2 separate regions of the Mus musculus genome follow, and region 2 is linked to region 1. The links are chromatin contacts, called in public ChIA-PET maps. All regions are on one chromosome and are shown on one strand. The core of a region is the stretch at or near the end of the contact, and the rest is flanking DNA. Distances in the headings are between cores, read along the strand shown.

Evidence for each region. ChIA-PET counts read pairs in DNA pulled down with a chosen protein or histone mark.
Region 2: a contact with region 1 is called in an RNA polymerase II ChIA-PET map of memory CD8 T cells, with 5 read pairs. The contact joins two enhancer-like sites. A contact is called at or near these places in 1 of 115 datasets of contacts at active chromatin or transcription factors (memory CD8 T cells) and 1 of 9 other capture datasets (pancreatic islet).

Annotation. Positions count from the first base shown.
Region 1 is chr5:77,146,418-77,151,854 of GRCm38.p6, forward strand. All of the region lies in intron 2 of Gm34598 (a long non-coding RNA gene), which reads right to left. Among named protein-coding and RNA genes, the nearest start is that of Chaer1, 8.8 kb to the left of the region's middle. Within about 2 kb of position 1,839, at least 41 of the 459 cell types and tissues checked have an H3K27ac peak or open chromatin away from gene starts, as enhancers often do. A contact at or near this core is called in memory CD8 T cells, where this site is marked.
Region 2 is chr5:77,355,467-77,360,991 of GRCm38.p6, forward strand. It overlaps Igfbp7 (insulin-like growth factor binding protein 7), which reads right to left. Exons shown (of 5, transcript NM_008048.3): 2 at 96-205. Among named protein-coding and RNA genes, the nearest start is that of Gm34648, 28 kb to the right of the region's middle. Within about 2 kb of position 2,380, at least 180 of the 459 cell types and tissues checked have an H3K27ac peak or open chromatin away from gene starts, as enhancers often do. A contact at or near this core is called in memory CD8 T cells, where this site is marked.

The sequences.
Region 1 (5,437 bases), core at 589-3,088:
GAGTGAGAAGTGAGGAGACCCTCATGCACAACAGCTGCCATGGACAGAGAGTTACTGAACTAAGTATACCTGCCACAGGGGCCTCTGTCTCCTCCTTGGGTAGCTCTGGGGCTGGTGGTCCCTCACAGCTATCCTGAGTGGAGACAAGGGGGTAAGCCTCTGCTCTTTCAAATTGAACATCTACTGGCTATCTCCAGGAAAGGGAGACAGTCTTGGTGGAGGCTCCCGATAACAGATATGTGAGTGAAACTCTTCAGCAGGGGACACCAGCAGAAGTTGGAGGGAATGACTAAGGACTGAACAGCGTCCAGTGCACTCAGCAGTGTGGCCTACTCACCTCTGCCTTGTGCCCTAGTGGCCTTGAATATGCTTTTTACTCCTCTGACCACTGATTCTGTATCCAGGCTGGGAGATTTGCCTGGCTTTTATTCTCTCTCCTAATTCATTGTGTTTGTCCCTGGGCCAGGAATCAGTAGGCTAGTAAGCCTTCTTTGTCATCCTGATTCTGCAGTGTCATCCTGTTCCAGAGACAATGAAACAAAATGCCTTGCTGCCTAAAAGAGGGACAGAGGGGCAGCAGGGAGCTCCAGAACAAAGCCTCCACACATTACCCTCTGTGGAAGCCACGGGCAGTGGAGAACGTCCACATGATGCCAACCACCCAAGGGGATGTTCACTGACACTTCCTGCCTGGTGAGAACATGGGGAAGACAGAATAATTCTCAAAAGAGCTCCAAACCACACATTGCTGAGGGGGAAACATTTAGAATTGTCAGAAAGTGAAGTCAGAAGAGAAAGGTGAACTCTTTATACTCAGCAAAAGGGAGTGTGGACCTCATGAATAGAATTTGGTCTCCTTTCTTGCTATGTAAGAACAAAGTATTTATTTGTCCCCCCCCCCTTTTTTTTTTGCACTTCTGTACTATCTACCGTGTAAAGGGTTAGATGTCCCACCCATATGCAACAGGCCTTTAGCAGACATAGAATCTGATGTATTTTTATAATCATAGCTGTATGATTATAAAAATTATTTTACTTGTAAATTATCAAGTCATGAGTCTTAAGAACTCAAATAAACTAAGAGAAGTCCTGGCTCCAAATAAGGTCTTGGTATAATTTTCTGGCAGACATGAGTTTGGGGGACATGATGGTTTGAATGACAATGGCTCCCACAGGCTTGTATATTTGAATATTTCGTCCCTAGTTGGTAGAACTGTTTGAGAAGGGTTAAGAGGTGTGGCTTTATTAGAAGAGGTGTGTTACAGAGGTTTCAAAAGACTCACGCTATTCCCAGTTGCTTTCAATCTGCCTCATCGTTGTAGAGCAAGATGTGAGCTCTCGGCTGTTTCTTGACCCTGCCATCATAGATTCTAATCCTCTAAAGTCATAAGCCAAAGTAAACACTTCATTTTATAAGTTGCCTTGGTCGTTGTGTTTTATCGCAGCAATAGAAAAGGAGACAAGACAAGGGAGATACTGTTCAACTATGTACCACCCCTTTATCTGTATAATCAGTGGATCCAAGTCCAATTTTCATTTGTTTTTATTAGTTTGTTTGACCAGCAATGCAATGAGAGGTGAACCAGCAAGGGAGCTGGTGGTATAAACAAAGAAGTGTTGGCGTTTCATTGGTGTGTTAGTGACCTTGCTCAAGGCTGTGACAAAACATCGAAGCAAGCAAGAGTAAGTTAAGAGGAAAGCTTTACTTTGGATCACAGCCAGAGGGGATAGCCCACCCCAGAGAGGAAAACAAATCAAGGGGCAGCTGAGCATGAGCAGCTGGGCCTCCTCGCTTCTTCATATCTTAGTGGAGCAGGAAACAGAGAGAGGAGGCAGGAAGTAGGGTTAGGCTATAAAACCTCCAAGTCTTTCTCTAGTGACACATTTCCTCTAGTGAGGCCTCACTTTCTAGAGATTCCAGAACCTTTCATAAACAGCAGCAGCAGTTGGGGACCAGGTACAGAAATGCTTGAGCCCGTGGGAAGATCTCACATTGAAATGACTGTAGTCGGGAAGAAAGTACAGACAGAAGCTGAAGTGCTGGGGTGGAGCCCAGGGTTTCATACGTGCCAGGCAAGCACTTTACCAACCAAGCTAAATTTCCAGTCCTCAACAGAGATAAAAGCAATGAGAATAAATCTCAATAGGAGAGCTTCAGGAAGGAGAAAAACAACTGGACTTCTGGTCTCCTAGAGCTCTTGATTTATTCTGTTTATACAGACTCGGCCCTGCACTGTTTATAGAATATATAGAATATAGAATAGAATATATTTATGTATTTGCCCATCTACTTTCTCATTCAATGCATACACAGTAATGGATAATCACTGGAATTAAAGATAAGTCTCAGCCCATCATGGTGACTTGTGTCTACCATGACGATACTCAAATACTCAAGAGGTTGAGGCAGAAGGACTGCCACAAGTTCAAAGCTTGTGCTGTAAGATCAAGAATCAACAAATGGGACCTCATAAAATTGCAAAGCTTCTGAAGGGCAAAAGATACTGTCAATAAGACAAAAAGGCCACCAACAGATTGGGAAAGAATTTTTACCAGTCCTAAATCTGATAGGGGACTAATATCCAATATATACAAAGAGCTCAAGAAGCTGAACTCCAGAAATTCAAATAACCCCATTAAAAATGGGGTACAGAGCTAAACAAAGAATTCTCAACCGAGGAATGCAGAAGGGCTGAGAAGCACTTGAAAAAATGTTCAACATCCTTAATCATCAGGGAAATGCAAACCAAAACAACCCTGAGATTCCACCTCACACCAGTCAGAATGGCTAGGATCAAAAATTCAGGTGACAGCAGATGCTGGAGAGGATGTAGAGAAAGAGGAACACTCCTCCATTGCTGGTGGGATTGCAAGCTTGTACAATCAGTCTGGCGGTTCCTCAGAAAACTGGACATAGTACTACCAGTAGATCCAGCAATACCTCTCCTGGGCATATACCCAGAAGATGTTCTAACTGGTAATAAGGACACATGCTCCTCTATGTTCATAGCAGCCCTATTTATAATAGCCAGAAGCTGGAAAGAACCCAGATGTCCCTCAGCAGAGGAATAGATACAGAAAATGTGGTACATTTACACAATGGAGTACTATTCAGCTATTAAAAACAATGAATTTATGAAATTCTTGGGCAAATGGATGTATCTGGAGGATATCATCCTGAGTGAGGTAACCCAATCACAAAAGAAATCACTTTATATGCACTCACTGATAAGTGGATATTAGCCCAGAAACCTAGAATACCCAAGATACAACTTCTAAAACACAAGAAAATCAAGAAGGAAGACCAACTCTTGGATACTTCATTCCTCCCTAGAATATGGAATAAAATATCTATGGAAGGAGTTGCAGAGACAAAGCTTGGAGCTAAGACAAAAGGATGGACCATCCAGAGACTGCCCCACGGGGGTCCATCCCATAATCAGCCACCAAATGCAGACACTATTGCATATGCCAGCAAAATTTTGCTGAAAGGACCCTGATGTAGCTGTCTCCTGTGAGGCTATGCCAGTGCCTGGCAAATACAGAAGTGGATGCTCACAGTCAGCTATTGGATGGATCACAGGGCCCCCAATGGAGGAGCTAGAGAAAGTACCCAAGAGCTGAAGGGGTCTGCAACTCTATAGGTGGAACAACAATATGAATTCATCAGTACCCCCCAGAACTCGTGTCTCTAGCTGCATATGTAACAGAAGATGGCCTAGTTGGCCTTCATTGGGAAGAGAGGCCCCTTGGTCTAGCAAACTTTATATACTCCAGTACAGGGGAAAGCCAGGGCCAAGAAGTGGGAGTGAGTGGGTAGGGGAGCAGGGTAGGGGGAGGGTATAGGGGACTTTTGGGATAGCATTGGGATAGCTGCTCCTCTAACTTCTTGACTGGGGTCACTGTCATCGCATATCCCTTAAGGGCTCATGTTCTTCACAGCATATGTCTTGTCCCCCTAAGTGATTTCAGGCTTAGTGAACCCTTTGTCACCACCAATGATATTAAATACCCATGTAGCTGGGCGTGGTGGCACACGCATTTAATCCCAGCACTCGGGAGGCAGAGGCAGGCGGATTTCTGAGTTCGAGGCCAGCCTGGTCTACAAGGTGAGTTCCAGGACAGCCAGGGCTATACAGAGAAACCCTGTCTCGAAAAACCAAAAAAAAAGAAGAAGAAGAAGGAGGAGGAGGAGGAGGAGGAGGAGGAGGAGGAGGAGGAGAAGGAGGAGGAGGAGAAGAAGAAGAAGAAGAAGAAGAAGAAGAAGAAGAAGAAGAAGAAGAAGAAGAAGAAGAAGAAGAAGAAGAAGAAGAAGAAGAAGAAGAAGAAGAAGAAGAAGAAGAAGAAGAAGAAGTGGTGAGAGGAGCAATCAAAAAGATAACAGTAAAGTCAAAATAAGTTCTAAAGAGTGTGGAGGCTATCTCTTATTAGTCGTATATCTACACGCTACGGATTGAGTATGCTTAATTTGAAAATCAGAAGTCCCAAATGTTCCAATACCTGGAAACTTTTTAAGTACAAGATAGCATAACATGATATTTCCTGTACAAGTTGCTAAAACACATTACATAAATTTACCTTCAGACTGTCTAACCAGAGTACATGAAGTTAACAGGCACCACACGTAGACTTGAATTCCAACCCCTCTTAAACATCTCTTTGGCTATGCAAATATTCCAAAATATGTTGAATAACAAATCTAAAACACTTCTAGTCCTACACATTCCTAAGAGGTACTCCACACATACACAGAAGTGTCCAGCTCGTAGTCGTTACGTGAATGAATAAACAGACGGAGAGGCAAGCATCACAAAGATAAGCAGGTGTTTCCAGAAGGTTCACATTCACGTGCCGTGAGGAGGCCAGTGATATGTGAGGAGAACTGAGTGTTCCAGGCCAGCCCACACGGGGACAGGAAGAACTAGGACAGCCTCTGCTGTCACATCCTAAAGAGTCTGCCTGAGTCACCATCCTCCCAACACAGACCCAGGGTTTGTGCAGTGCTGTAGCTGGAGGAGGTCCCTTCCATAAAGGCTCTCAAGAGCAGCCCTCAACACTTCCATGTCCTGGGGTGGAATCTCTGCCCCTCACTCAAGTCTCACATTCTCAGTAGGGTTCCTGCATGTGCTAATTACCCTCTGTGGAGTGGCAAAGTCCTTCTAGTTAGGGGTTTAAAACAATGCACCTTTAAAGTTATATTTCTACATGTGATATTAAAATGAAGTCATGGAAGTAAACAGAAAGGAGAGGTTATGGTTTAATAACGATGCATTTGTGTGTCGGGTCGACAAGGAGTGGGTGGTGCTGGTTGACAAAAAGATAGGGACTTTGGGAAGAGGAAACTTCAATTGAGAAAATGCCCCCATCAGTCAGCCTGTAGGCAAGTCTGTGGGGGCATTTTCCTGATTAATTCATCGATGGGGAGGGTCCAACCCAC
Region 2 (5,525 bases), core at 1,130-3,629, 210 kb after region 1:
GATGCAGACTGAGCTGTGCCATTCCCACCGCCCTGGGCCATGCAAAAAACGATTTCCGGCTTGCACGATGCTTTCCCGAGGCCTGCACTACTGACCTTGTTCCAGATGAGGACAGGGGTTGGGATCCCGATGACCTCACAGCTCAAGAACACCTTGGCACCAGTGACGTTCCAGATGTCCTTGGGGGGCGTCACTATGGAAGGACCTACAAGAGAAGCCAGAAAGCCAAGTCCATCTTTTTAGCTGCCCATCACCAGTCAGGATCTTACAAGGCAAATCCTTGTTTATGAGCCTCTCTCCTCTGTGGATTATCTGACGTGCATCTCAAAGGCCAGACAGACAGGCCTCTTCCTGTCGCCAGCGTGATACTGCAATCTTTCTAAGGAAGGCAAGGGCTGATATAAGCAAACCAGCAAACACAACAACAAATGCAATTAGTAGGAAAAAAGGTCTGTTTATCTAACAAAAATCTAGCAAAATTGCCTTCTTTTCCCCAGCCGAGCTTAAATGAGGTTTATTTCGCCAGCTGTTTTGCATTAGCTGGGATTTCTTTCTTTCTTTTTTTCTTTTTTTCCATTAACGCCAAGAAATTTCAGTTCTGAAATGCTGAATGTTTCACTTCCTTTGTGGACCGGCATCTTCACTTGGAGGTCAGTGCTAACAACCATTCCTTGTATAACAAAAGAAAAAAAAAATCTAAGAAGTTATTTTCAAGTGTGCTGAGAGCACTCAGGCAGGCTTGCTGGGGTAAGATTCAAGTGGGCTGTCCTGGGGATCGGCTGGTGGCACAGAAGGGGCCTGGCTGTCACCGAAGGTGGGGACAGGGTCTTTCTGCTAGTGGAGAAGGCAAATGCTCAAAGCAGTGGCTGCCTTCTGTTGGGACCAAGCCCCCAAAGAAAGGGCAGGAGGGGGCTAGTTTCAGGGTCCTCGGTGGCTGGGTTCCCAGCAGTGAGCATTGGTTAAAGGGACTGTGAGCAGATCTGAGGAAGCCAAGAGAGGCCAGAAGATACCTCCCCATTCTTGGTGTTCTGGAACCCAGTAATTTCCCTTCCTCCTGTGAGTAAAAATGCTATTATTACTCAGATCCACCCGTAGTGGGCATCCCTTTTGCTGTAAGCTTCTTTGGCTCTCTGTTCCTGGAGTTGGTAAACCATGGACTGTGACCCAAATTTGCCTTCCTAGTTATGTCTGTATGGCCTCCAAAGATCAGTCAGTTCAAATGTTTGGGGAAAATTAAGAGAATACTATTATTTTGTGGCATGTGAGAACTAGAAGATATTCTCATTTACTGTCCATAAATGTCAGTGGAACAGCTTCATTCACGCGTTCACAGAGTGTCTCTGTCACCCTGGTGGGACCACGTGGTTTGTATTCCAGACTGTGTGACCTAAATATTGTAGATCTGGGCCTTCACAGAAGGAAATGGCTGATTCCAGCTTTAATCCACAGAAGAAAGAGACTAATGTGTAAGCAAGGACCAGGAGAAAGACTCAGAACTACAAGCCTGCTCAGTTTCTCTTGAGCCCGGATGAGCAAAGTCAGCAGGTGATTTCTGCTTTGGCCCTGAAACTCCCACTTCTCACATCAACAGATATGGAAAGAGTCATGGCCCTGTTTGCACTGCAGCATCGACCAACATTGCCTGGATGTTAATTACCTTTCATTAATTAAGTTGCTCTAAAATACTAATTTTAAAAATTACATTTATTTCCTCTTTTTTTGTAGTTCTTTTTTTTCCTTTTTCTTTTTTATTGGATATTTTATTTATCTATATTTCAAATGTTATCCCCTTTCCTGGTTACCCCTCTGGGAACCCCCTAGCTCTCCCACCCACCCACTCACCTACCCATCCCGGCCCAGGCATTCCCCTACACTGGGGCATCTAGCCTTCCCAGGACCAAGGGCCTCTTCTCCCACTGATGTCTGACAAGGCCATCCTCTGCTACATATGCGGCTGGAGTCAGTACACGTGCTCATACAGGTAGAGATGGATTTTGAGTATCATTCTCTATTGCTCTCCACCTTTTTTTTGAGAGAGGTTCTCTTGGTGAACTGGAAGCTCACTTGTTTGCCCTTGATCTCCGAGGCGCTGAGACCGGCTGGTGTTACGCCAACAGCTGCATTCCATCACACCGGCTTGTATGTGGGTGGCAGAGGTCTCAACTCAACTCAATTAACCACGGAGCCATCTCTCCAGCCCACACACCCCTCTTTTTTAGTGGAGCAATTACTATTTTCCATCTACTAATTTGGAATGCCAGGTTTCAGCCCCCTGGGCCCTCCAGAGAGACTTGGGACAGTGTACCTCGGAGGGGAGATAGACCTGGGAGCCTGGGTTCCCACAGAGAGACTGAGCAGCTGAAGAGCTAGACTCCGCCCTCCGGGGGTGCTTTGCCCTAGACTCCGCCCTCCGGGGTGCTTTGCCCTAGACTCCGCCCTCCGGGATGCTTTGCCCCGATTCTGGAATGAGTAAGTTAATTATTCCCTCTGTCTGGGGTCTTCAAGCCTAGTTAAATATCCAACCACAGGGTCATCTTGTACCGGGGGCCTGGGAAAGGCCCAACCTTCCCCTCTTGGCCTGGAAAACTTTCTTGCACAATCCGTATTCACAGGCCACGGAGTCTTCCCCTCCCAACATCTATTTTCAGTGCGTACTAACGTCTGGAGACGGCAAGGAAATGACCCCACTATGCAACGTTCTCCCACTCATCTCAAGGATTAGAGAAGCTTTTAAAACAAATCTCTTGGGGCGGTTTTATTTATTTTTTTCTCCCTTTGTAAGAATACACAAAACAATCAGTTTCGAAAGCTCTAAATATATTTTATGTTTCCTTCTCTGTGGATCGTGGGTCCCAGAAGGAAGCACACACCGTGACTTGGAGTACTGGCTATTTTTTTTTTGCAAAGCTGGACACGGGGAAGCAGAGCGAGGCTGTGTTTATATGTATGTTTCTGGCCTTGTCTCCGACATTTCCTAGTTTGAACGCCCTGATATAGAATGCGGGGCTCGCCCTCTCCCTAGCTTCCTCTTGGCTGCTGAGACCCCAAGGCTTTGACGTCACACAACCGGATCTGGCTGGCCTTTGAACTCCTTTCTCCCACCCCTGTGAGGGCCCCCCACTGCTCTGTCCTTCCCAACAAGGGCTGGGGCAGCCTGACTCAGACCCCAAGGGATTTCAAGAGGTTGTTCTGGGAAGAATATACCAGTATGCCAAAGCTCTGAAGAGCTCGGCTGCGGGGCAGGGTGGAGCAAGGGGGGTCTGGGGAAAAGCTGCTGCTCTCGTAGCAAAGGAGTAAAGCTTCATGGGAATGGTTCAATTGTGAGGATCTGAGTGTCCCCTATGCAACCTGCATTCGTCTTCCCAGACGCACCCGCCTTCATCAGGAGCAGGAACAGTCCTTGCCTGGTACTGCTTCGGGGGTCTAGGAGCAGGCCACAGACCTCCTTCAGCCTTCTTCAAGCAGTTAGGGTTAGTCCTGTTTTACTGAGACATGATCTCCCTTAGTAGTCCAGTTTGGTCTGGAACTCATGATCATGATCCTCCTGCCTCAGCCTTTCCAGTGTTATTAATACAAGTAGAAGTTCTATGCTTGAGCTTTTTAATACGATTCACTGTAGCGAGTAGTTTTTTTTTTTTACCCCCCCCCCCCCCCCCCGCCCCAAAGAGTCTCATTATGTAGCCCTGGCTGTCCTGGAACTCATTTTGTAGACCACACTGGCCTTGCATCATAGAGATCCACCTGCCTCTGTCTCATGAGTGTTGGGATTAAAGGCGTGCCCTAGGCTTTACATTTTTTGAGCCCGGTTATTAAACTTTGATGCAATGCTCTAAAGGGCCCTGTTCTCTTCCTCAATCTTTATGTTCAACTCCTCTCCAAGTAGGTTTTTGTTTAATCTTGAATTAATTTTTGCCTCTATTATGATGTACAGGCCATCTCCCCAAAGGCCATCTATTGCTTCAGTAGATTTTGAGAGGGCCGTATTTCTCCTACTGAATCATTAATAATACCTTCTGGTCTGTCCCTCAGCCGAATGTGTGGGTCTGCATCTGGGCTCTGTTCTGATCCACCAGTCTGTCTGTCCATGTACTTGTATCAGTAGTACACTCCAGGAACCCATTATGCTAAGATTCGAGTACTAAAGGCAGGGCAGGTTTATGATAATGGGTCTCTCTCGGGGTTTCTTGCTATTCCAAGAAAAGAGACTTTCTGGAGAAGTAAGAGTTCCTGAAAAACATCTGAGCCTATGAATACCCTGAATGAGTGCTATCAAGGGAGTGGGAGTGGGAGGGTGAGATGGGGGATGGAGATGGGGATGGGGGGTGAGGGTGGGGGATGGGGTGGGGAGTGAGTTCACAATTCGAACCAATTATGTGGTGAGCTCCCATTGAGATACATAAAACGACTTGACTTGAGTGAGCTGAGTCTACTTGCAGATTATTGAAAACAAATGATTATTGTTCATTTTGCTACCAGGCTATATGTAGAATCCTACAAGTTCTAGATAATAAAAGCGAGCCTCATTCATGCTCTGGGTGGGTGGGCAGGCAGTTCCCGGCAAGACACTGAAAGAAAACCTTGGTCATTATGAATGACCTTGTTGTACCTAAGGCTAAACTCAGGAACACAATGAAGAGTTTAACCAACAGCATCTACATTGAAAACTACCACCCTACAAAAGGGCTTTCAGACCTGGCATGTAGACTTGTGCAGAGGAAAGCCCTATCAATCAATCAATGACTAACTGATGAGGTCATCGGTAGACCTCAGAGTAGGCGGGACAGGTTGTTCCCCATGGTTTTTGTCATGGTAGAATCCACAGGTGTTCAGAATTCTCCTCATTCACCTTGCTCAGAGCTGATACCCACCCAGTGTCTTCTCTACCTCTCAGGCTGCCTGGATCTTTGCCGTCTCCCACTCTGGGAACTTCCTGCTAACAAGCAGGAGAGATAAAGAGGCTTTTCCCATTCCCTCCTCCACTAGTGGAGACTGAATTTAGGGTCTTATACATGCTAGGGCAAGCACTCTACCAACGGGCTCTACCCCTGACATCTTTTTAACTTTGAATTTTGTGTCAGGGTCTGATTCAGATGTCCTGACTAGCCTCAGACTCACTGCATAACCCAGGCATGCCTTGAACTTGGAATCCTCCTGCCTCAACCTCCTCCACAGCTGGGACTACAGACCTGCGTTACCAACGTGGGCTGGGAGACTCTTGGCAAAGGCAGAATGTGGGTCTTACAGGAAGATAGTGGAGGGGTGAGGAGAGACACAGAAAGGACTTCCTAATGACTCGGGGACACCAACAGGGTCCTGGTCCTACGTGCAAGCAGAAGATGAGCTGCTGGTGGATGTGACAGCCCCTCCCCCCAGCCACAAAGGCCCTCTCTGCACATCTTCTGCTGGAAAGTGGCACTGCTGCCAACTCTGTATCCCAGAGTTCAGTTCGAAAAGGTCCTGCTCTGCTTCAGCTCAATGTCTTTATTATCTTTATCAAAGAACTCCTCTTTCTACCCTTTCTTCCA